Linked DNA regions of Sus scrofa: region 1 is linked to region 2. Evidence: chromatin contacts called from public HiChIP or PLAC-seq data. All regions are on one chromosome and are shown on one strand. Each heading gives the region's core, a stretch centred on a gene start, on an enhancer-like site or on the middle of the called end of the contact. The rest is flanking DNA. Distances are from core to core; before and after follow the strand shown.

Region 1 (5,291 bases), core at 2,650-5,149, 310 kb before region 2:
TCCTCTGGAGATTTACTTCTGGCCATACAACAAACTAGAAAGCATTTAAAAACACACACATATGGTTGTAAAAAAAAAAAATCTTCTCTATCAGTATGCTCCCAAATTCAGAATTTTCTTATCTAATAAACTTCTCAAAACCTCCCTTCTGGTGAGCTTTCTAGTGTTCTTAAAATGAAGTGTAGATTCCTAGGCCTAACCTCAGCCCTCATTAATCAGATCCTGAGGGTGAGCCTTGCATTTCCATTCCTTAACATAAATTTAAATTATTCCAAAATACCCCAACCCTGCATGCAAATGAGGATAAATAAAACTAGGCAGTCATCATGTAATTACTTGCCCTAATCTGCTATATCTATCAAAAGACCTAGAGAGTTGCTATCTTCTTTTCATCTGTTTATTTTCTGGTGATATATAAATCACTACTTCCTAAGAGTTTCACTTGTACCTACCTAACAGGACATAATAGTTACTGCCAAACCAATCCTGAAGACTAGACCAGCACATTTCTCTCCCCATAAAAAAGATCCAAAGTCAGACTTGATATGTAGTCTTCAGCATAACAGTCACCAGTCCCTACCAAGGGCAAGACCAAAAATATCTTCTGAGCCAAATGGAAATTCTTGGCAATAACGTCCTTCCTTTTAAGCCCTTTCTGGAGAAATGCATGTTAAATGGGTTACAGTAGTGAGTTACCTTGACAGGTTAACACAGGATGGTCATCAAATACATTCATTATTATATTAGCAGGCAGAGAGCAGGATTCCCCTCCACCCCCAAAATGAGCCATACCAGCAGCAAGTTTTGACAGAAAACATGAACAGTAGAAAAAGCCTTACTGAACTAGATGGGTATTGAAAACCAAAAGGACAAAACAAAAACTACGTTTGCCCCCTTTTAGATGGTGAAATTATTGACAATATTTTAACAGAAAGATATGTGGTCCCAAATTACTGACTTTTTGTTGTTGTTAAGCTCTCACATCTCCCTCCATACACAGAGCTATAGGAGAAAGTGTAAGTGGTAAAGATTTTATTAAAAGGTAATAAATGTGCAGCAAAAGCCCACACCAAACTTAATGAATCCTGTAATCATAAACTCTATGAGTAATGAAATACTCTGCACCAGAACACCCAGGCCTACAGGAGAACTAGACATACATGTTCACATACTCAAAAGGATTAAGTACAAAGATAAATGTACTTTCCACTATACCATGTACTGATTGAAGACACTAAAGAATTCTACAACTATCCTTCAAAAGTTCTGGAATAAATAGAGTCTATTTTAAACCTGAAAAGCACCTCGAATTTCTAGGACCTCATTTCTTGTTGACTTTAAATGCTGTAGTTTCTATTCTGCTTGTTAAAGGCTGCTAGATAAGGCTCCAAGGAGTGATTAACATATTAACTAAAATAATACATTGCTAAACTGTCTCCAGCACAGACTCTGAAAATCCAGAAGATAGATAGGAAAGGATTAGAAATCCAATTTCCGACCTGAAAGTTGAAGCACTGCTTCTTTTTTGTTCTCCTCTCTGGGACTTTTCCACTGCCCTTCCAAATGTGACAATTTGCAAATATTCATATCAAGAGCAGCATATGCCAAGGAGAAAAGGCCCCAGTTTTAAGACTTGAGAATGTACTTTAATTCTGTGGGCACAGGTTCACCAAATCAGCTGGCAATAATCTTGACCAAATGGGTGACTCAGCCTTGTTGTGGGGAATGTTTTGTTTTGTTTTAATTTAAAGGCAACTTCACATTTAAAATCCTGCAAACAGGGAAGCTCCAAGCGTTCTACCTCAAACAAAGAAAAAAGCCTTGGAATACTCATCGGAAAGGATTTAAGGATTTGTATTAGAAATGTTCTACACCAAAGTACCAGATGGTCTCCAGGGTTCCTTTCAGCTCAAATCTCCCTTATTTTTCTTAGTAACTGTACTAGACTACTCTTGGAGCCCTAGTAATTACAAATAGAACCTGAATGAGAAAGAAAATTCAGAATTAATGTTATCATCATTAAGCCTAATTAAATAGTACAGACAGGAAGATGGCAGTAGAATAAAGCATTCTGAATTATGGACAGGGAGAATATAATGAGTGGTTCCCAGGCCCATGAATGAAACACAGCAAACAGCAAAGTCTGGATAGGGTCTGATACAAAGTGCACGTCTCTGACTCATGGATGGCAACTGACCCACTCAAACAGGGGTTCACTTTGCCATCCATTAATGCGACAAACCATCTACCATTAAGTAATCAACCACCCGCAGGAAAGTGAAAGGTCAACTAGAAAGTGAATCTTCTAATATTGGTGTGAGTCCTCCCTTACTGGCTGTTTCACTACTTTCTGTCCCCAAAGGGATTCCAAATACTGAAAGCTGCAAAACTGTAAGACATCTCACTTCTACATTGTGACTCCCGCACTTCTGGTCCAAACAGAAGCCATCGTTTTAAGCAGGGTGGGATTTATTCCCTCCTTTCAGTAAAGGGCTGTGGCTGTTTGCAGGGCATCCTGCAGGCTCCTGCTTTGACTCTGGCCTCAAGTCACATTGTGATATCATTGTGACGGACCCTTGATATTTAATGAGTCTTCAACTGAAAAACTGGTTATCGGAAGCCAGGGAAAGGAAGCTTGAACGCTCTGCGTAGTGCCTCCGCATCAGACTGGAGGGTGGCAATGCGGGGAGGAACCTCCTGGGAACACAGCAGGGGTGATCAAGCCTTTCTGCAAGTTTCTCCTCCTTCCACTAAATTAACCTGCTAAGCCCCCACCCCCACCCCGTCCTATTAGGAAAAGTCACGCCGGCAACTCGCTGAAGGACAGGGGGATAGCTCCCGCCGCACCACCGAAGTTGTCTTTGGTAAGGGCCGCGGCTTAACTCTTCCTGCCCAAAAGCTGTGGCCAACACCCCCTTCTCCCGGGCAAACGCAGCTGCCAACTTTCCCGTTGCCCCCTGATCTGCGCAAAACAGCCTAAACTTTGCTGTTCGCCCACCTGGGCGCGCAGCAGAGCGTACGGTCGGGCCACACCGACGACGCCCCCACCCTGGGCAAGCGATGGCACTGACCTTCACACCACTCCCCAACTCCGCGACACCGGCCGCCTCCCGCCCCCTCCCCCGAGCCTCGAACTGCTTTCCCCGTCCCTCTCCACTGCCCCTAAGCCCTCACGGGAAACCCGCGGTCGGTGCGACTGCAGCTCGACCTCGCGTGTCACACTGCCCACGACCCTCTTGCCCCAGAGAGCGTCTGACCCCGGGTCCTCCGGCCGCCCACTCACCATTGGTGAAGGGCTCCATCTTCCCCCGGCCGCAGCTCCTTACAGCAGGAGCGTCCAAGCTTCCTACTCCGAACGCTGAAGCGGCCCTACCAACTGAGCATGCCCAGCGCAGCGCCGAGGTCTGTCGGGGAGGTGCCGCGAACAGCGGCGCCGCTCCGCTCGCTCGAAAATCCACAGCTCCGTGTTTTAGCGACAGCTGCAGAGAGCGAGGGAAACTAGAGGAAAAAGCACTGCACAGGCCCCAGCGGATTCCAGGGAGTGAAGAGGAGGGAGAGGGTTAGATCTGGGGGCGGGCCGGGGGGGGCGTGACCGGAACAAGCCCCGCCCCTGACAGAAAAGGCCAGCAACTCGGTCTGTTTCAGTGCCCAGAACAGCGGTCAGTCATTAAGCAAATGTGATAGCCTATAACGTCCCGGCCAGGCCCGGCCCGGCCTTAGGAGCCGGGAACCCAGCTCCGCGCTGGTAAAACACAGTCATTGCCTCCGTCGAGGAGACATTCCAGAGACAGATAATAAACAAACACAAGACACACGAGATTGATATAAATGCCCAGCTCAGCATTAAATCTAGGTGATGTGACGGAGATTGAGTGGGTCGCTAATTCGGATGCTTGTTGAGGAGAGGCCTGGAAGGTGCCACTGTAGCCAAGATCTGAAGGCAAAGCAGGATCTATGGACGAAGGTCGCTCCCGGACTGCGAAGCTTCGGTTTCCCTGGGGAGTGTGGCCCCGGGGAGCTCACTCTGCTAAGGCTTGAGGGAGCAGGCACTGTGGGTCGTCTTGGCAGGGCTGCTGGCTCACATCACAGAGGTCCCATGCTCTCGGTGGCCTGACTGAAGTGGGGGAAGACCCCCAAGGAGTCTGGGCGGCTAGCGGATCGGGGCGCGGCATCTACAGGCAGGCGGATCACAAAACCTGGCACTGGATCAGACCGGGGCCGCGGGAGCCGCAGGATGTGGGCTGAAGGCCTGCCCCGCCAGCCTTAAATCAACACCTGCGGCTCCCCGGGGTGCAGCCGCTGCTGCAGGTGGCCAGGCCAGCAGAGCTAGGCCGGAGAAAGCGAAACTCTCTTTGTCGCCCCCGCCCTCCAGCACTGGAGCCCTCAACTCCAGTCTCCAGCCCCCATAGTTTCCAGTGTCAAAGCCGGGCGACCCGGCGAACCATTGAAATGAAATAACCAGGGGCCTGGGGAGCCCGGGTGATGCTCTTCCAGGCCTCACTTCATCATCCCTTGCTCTCTGTGCGGATCGCCGCTATGCTGCGGAGTTCGGGGCGCGCTGCATCGCCTCCTGCCCCTCATCGCTCTTCTGTCCTCCCCAAACGCAGCCTTGGCCTCAGCAGCAACTTGGCTCCCGCTGTGCCTCACTGCGCCTGCCAACTGTCACACGCTTCTCTGAGGCTGTCAACAGCAGGGCGTCCGGTGCAAACAAGCCCGTGGCAAGCGCAAACAGCCTGGGCAAACAGGGCTGGCAGTACTGTTTGTTGTTTGACCTGCGTGGGAAATTGAAATTAGGTTTCAAAGAAGTAAAATCCAAGTAAAATATTGTATTTTGCAATATTGTATTCTTAAATGTCTGTTGAATTAAATCACCCACTTGCGCTTTAAAATCTCCAGTGGCTACCAATCACACTTAGGATAAAAGCGAAACTCTTTCCCTAACTCTAGGACTTTATCTCCTACACGTGCTTACTATGCTTTGTCCACAGAGGCTTTCTGGCTGTTCCTTAAAGTCGCCAATTTACATTAAACCATTCCAACTGCATGGTCCTCATGGAAGAACTGTTCCTTCTGCATGGTACTTCGACTGCTGGTTCCTTCTTGTATTTTAAGTCTCATCTCAAAGGGCTTCTCTGAGAAGAGCTCTTTCCTGGCCACACAATGGAAAATAGGTGCAAACATGGTCTATTCTATAAAGACTGGGTTCTGCTTTATTGTAGTCACAGCACTTAAGGCTCTCAACGTTTTGTTTGTTCTTACATTACTATGAATCTTCCTCTCAAGAATGCAAG
Region 2 (4,722 bases), core at 217-2,716:
AAAAAAAAAAAAAAAAAAAAAAATTCTAATAGTTCCAGAATTATATTACAAGAGAAGTTTTTAGCTAAAATGTCAAACTATGCCTAAACATAACAAGGTTAAAAGCATAGATTTAAACAATCTTCATCCAGATATTCCAGCATAATTTCCTTTAAAGAATCATGAATTTGAAAGAAGACTGATGTCAGCCCTGAACCACTGCCATCCATATTTGCAGGTAATTCAAGTTGGGCATTTTTGATAAGAACCTTAGGACAATAATGACGCAAAGCAAACATTTGCTTTTAGAACATCAATAAGATGAAACATTTTAAAAACCCAGAAAGTGTAATGGGAAGCATTCATGAAGAAACATCTTAGGGGAAACAGGAATTCCCAATCATTAAAGGCATATAAGCATGGTAATTTGATTCATGAATCTACTCTTCACCAACTCTTATGTGGTACTTATTACCACCCCAATTTTATAGATGTGGAAACAGTTTCAAAAAGGTTGACCCATTGCCCTGTGAGAACAAGAATTCTGTCTGGTTTTCCACTGTGTACTTCAAGACTAGTACTGGGTCTGGCATACATTAGATACTCAGTGAACACCCATTGGCTGAAAAGGGACAGTTTACAGATTCCAACACAAGATTTCTCTCTAAAGAGTATCTGATAACAACATCCTAGCACATGCTGAGAGGACTCATTTTAAATTTTTCACCATATATCAATGGGATATAACTATTTTTATTCTGTTTACAAAACTTTTGTGTATTTTTTGGGGGGGGGGCATTGTAACATTAAGTCACACTTCCTGATTCAAAGCCTTACAAGCACCAGCTTGACTGGCTATCACACCTAATTGTCTGGAAAGGCATTCAATGCATTAAACAAATGAAACATCTAGGTCCCTCATCCAAAGTAATAAAACACAGAGCAGAGGCTGCTCTCTCATTCTAAACATCGGTCTTGATGTCAGTTTCTTCTGCTCCTTGGAGTTTTGGATTTTCTACTTGCCCTCATTCCAGCTGCCTCTCCTCCTTTGCAGTGGAGAATGTACGTCCAACAAGCCTCTAAAAGTTTTGAGCTTTACTTATGCCTTAAAAACAAACACTAAATCTGAGCTCTCTTGAGTCCAGTAGGAGTTCATTCAGGAATCCGTGTCCAAGGGCTGAATTCCTCCAGCAACAATTCCTGTTCCATTCAACTTGGGAGCGTGAGCACAGCCTGGTGCTTTTGCTCACACCAACGACTTGCACGTCTGAGCTAGCTTGCACATACCACAGCAGGGTGCGTCTCACCCTCTCCAGGAGCCTAACCTGAAGGTCTGAGAGGAGGTCACAACTGGTCCCCACCCCTTCCTCACCAAACCCTGGACAATAAACTGGCCTGCACGCCCAGAAAGCACATTCCCTTCCCGGTCCTGCCCAGGCACGATCACTCCTATTTACCGTCTTGTACCACCAGCTTGCGAATGCCATGGCGACAACCAATTTGCTCTGAGTCGCGCAGAGTAGAACCCGGAGAGGACGCGAGAACACGGGATGCAGCGCAGAAGGGGTTTGGCTCACACTCCTCCAGCCCTGGACCTGGTTGGTCCTGAGTTCTGTAAGCCCCACTGCTGCCAGGGAGGAAGGCATCTGGGCGGGGCCGAGGTAGGGCCCCACCCCCACTGGGTTGAGCCGGCCCCGCCCCGCCCCGCCCCACCCCGATTTGGCTCTAGGCCGGTTAGGGAAGAAGTGTTATTTCTCCAGGCAGCCACGCCCTGCAGTCCTGACTTTTATCACTTTACGAAAAAGACCCCCACTCTCTGGGGGTCCAGATGAACTTTATTCCCCTTTTATCCTCATCTGCTTTTTACCCCAGTCTCAGCAACCAACTTTTCCCCAAGTGGGCCACCTTCAATCTGGTTTATGCCACGCCCTATGCGCTTGGCCGAGGCCCGGCAACCCCTGGCCACCTCCAACCACCTGCCCAGAGGCTGGTACAGAGTCTCGCATCCTTCTCCGGCCCAGGAGGGGGCCCATGGGGCATCTGGCCCTGGCAGGCTACCCCAAAGGAAGTAGCGCATGGCTCCGGGGGCCTGGGGCCGAGGTCCTCCCAGCGCCCAGCCCTGTGGCTCTGGCAGGAGTGCCACTCACCTCCTGGGTGTGGCGGGCCGCAGCAGCTCGCCGGGGACGTGGGGAGGCTGCGGGCTTCTGGCCCGGCTGGGACATGGTAAGGCCTTGGAGAGCGCTGCCTCCGGGAGGGCACAGCGGAGACTGGAAGGGAGAGGGAGGCCCGGGGCGGGAACGCTAGGAGGGAGGGAGGGAGCGGAGGGCCCAGCGGGCGCGCCCGTGAGGCAGCTTTTCCGACCCAGCCCCGAACCCTGCGTGGGGGCTCCCCCTCTCCTGGCTGGGCCCTCCCCTTCCTGCCAGCCACTGGCTGAGCCTGGGCTGCAGCGGCCCAGGGCTCCCGCCCGCAGCTTAACACTCTCAGCCTGTACCTCTACCCAGTGTTGCCCCCTCTCCCCAACACCCCAGGTCGGCTGAGATCCCCAAGAAAGGAGGAGCTGGAGGTCTCGGGGTTCCTCCTTCGACTTGCCCAGACTTGGCTTAAGATTGTGCAATGTGAGAGCGGGACCGGGCGTGGCCTGTCTATGCCTCCAACCTCCTGCCTAAGAATCTCAAGAATTAGACACCTTTTCTGCTATAGGAGAAGAATTTACCAACTGAAGTATGGCCCAAGCCTGGACCTTCTGGATCAAAAAGCATATTACAAAAACAAACTGGTGCGTGTGTGTGTGATTTAACTTGGCAGGGGTGTGTGTGTGTGTGTGTGTGTGTGTGTGTGTGTGTGCAGTTTTGAAAGTTTAATGATGTTTTACAGGGAGGAAGCTGTAGGTTCTAAACCAAAATAAAGAACATTCCCAAACTTAACCCCCTATACTGCCTTTTTCTGGAGGCTGGCAAATTTTGTTTCTGATGCTAGGTTACTTTTGTCTTAGGCTCATCTTAAACAGCACTTCCTGGTTTGGGGCGGTGAAATGCAAGAAGCCTGAAGTGAAATGCAGTAAGCCTGACCAAAAAAACGCTCATCTGCTGAGACTTTCTGCCTGAGGTTGCTGCTGGTTTGTGACCAGATGTGACAGAAGAAAACCTCTAATGGCATTGCCAGTTTGGGCCTCAGGGTCACAGCTTTCTGCCTAGTTGTTTTAGACAGTTGGATAGAGAGTGGGCAGATTTTAAGGAAAGGTTTGTCATGCTATGTGGAACTTGGCAGAAGGGAATTCTTGTTTCCTTCTTCTTTCTCATTTTTAGGGATTTTGACTTCCTTTTATTCAAAGGACAGGCTAGGCTCATTCTCTCTCTCTCTCTTTTTTTTTTTTTTTCTTCTTTGTCTTTTATTTCTTTAGGGCCACACCTGCAGCATATGGAAGTTCCCAGACTAGGGGCAGAATTGGAGCTACAGTTGATAGCCACTGCCACAGCCACAGCAAGAGCGCATCCAGGCCACATCTGCAACCTACACCACAGCTCACAGCAATGCCAGATCCTTCACCCACTGATCAAGGCCAGGGATTGAACCCGAGTCCTCAGGAATACTAGCCAGTTTAGTTACCGCTGAGCCAAGACTGAACTCCTAGGCTCATTCTTAATGGGGAGTACATGGAGGAGTGATTTAATATACAGTTCCTTTAAAAGGGTTCCCCACTTACTATCTATGTATCTGGTATTTCCCCAAAAAAGGTGGTAAGGCAGGAATTTATACCTAAAAATGAATCAGCTTGGATGTGGGGCCTATGATGGTCCATGCAATAAAAATTGATTGGTGGCATCAATTACATTCATAATCAGAAAAAGTGTGTCATAAGCCTGAAAAATGCTTTTGTGATAGTGACCAAACACCTACTGTCATTTAAGCAAACACAAAACTAAAGGGGGGAGGTAATAGCCCACCTCCAGGCCTGTGAACTGAAACCATTATTCTCAGGATCCTAGAGGGCCTAGATTCAGGGTCCCTGAGTACATTACTCTAATTCTGGAAGTTAAAGTTTGAGGTATTTTCTAATGAGGTATTTTAAGTTGTACTTAAACCAATTAGTTTTATATTTTGAAAGGCTTCCATGTAAAGCACAGTGAAAGAAACTGTAGAGGGAGTGATATAAAGGTTAAAATACACATTCCCTGCCCTCTAGGAACTTAGAGTTTAGCTGAAGTTATGTGGTTTTTTTTAACACATCCTCACTTGGGTGGCACTGAAAGACATACTGTGTGAATAAGTACAAATGTGCTTCGGGAATTTGGGGTTCTGTGGGTTTGGGAGATTAAAGGAAAGGAAAGAAGGCTTGAGCGAGCTGGTTGGCTAATGAGATGTGGACAGAAGAAGAAAGGGTGGAGGCACTTCAGGAAATAAAAAGGAGCCCACCCACCTGGCTAGTCCAAGTTCAGGAGTAATTAACCCACATTTCAACTTATTTATTAAGTAGTGAGACTATGCTCGTGATATAGTTGATACCAAAATCTGTATTAGAATGGCCTTAGCCTTCAGCCTTTGCTCAAGAGTCAGAACTCATATACGCAGAACAACTGCAGACTAAACAGCACACTGATGACTGTGGGTAAAGAAGAATTTCAAAGAAGTTGAAGAAGAGGGTGATATTTTCACTTTCTTTTGTAGTCAGTGAGGAATTTGGAACTTTGATAGCATGACCAACATTTGAGCATCTTGGATTAACTTGTTTTAAAAATATATATG

Evidence for each region. HiChIP or PLAC-seq counts read pairs in DNA pulled down with a chosen protein or histone mark.
Region 1: a contact with region 2 is called in an H3K27ac HiChIP or PLAC-seq map of alveolar macrophages. The contact joins the promoter of LNPEP here to the promoter of CAST in region 2. A contact is called at or near these places in 1 of 47 Hi-C or Micro-C datasets (heart right ventricle) and 1 of 2 datasets of contacts at active chromatin or transcription factors (alveolar macrophages).

The regions. Positions count from the first base shown.
Region 1 is chr2:103,566,974-103,572,264 of Sscrofa11.1, reverse strand. It overlaps LNPEP (leucyl and cystinyl aminopeptidase), which reads right to left and starts at 3,899. Exons shown (of 18, transcript NM_001105291.1): 1 at 3,284-3,899. The coding sequence starts at 3,302.
Region 2 is chr2:103,253,397-103,258,118 of Sscrofa11.1, reverse strand. CAST (calpastatin) reads right to left here and starts at 1,466. Exons shown (of 31, transcript NM_214067.1): 1 at 1,437-1,466. The coding sequence starts at 1,466.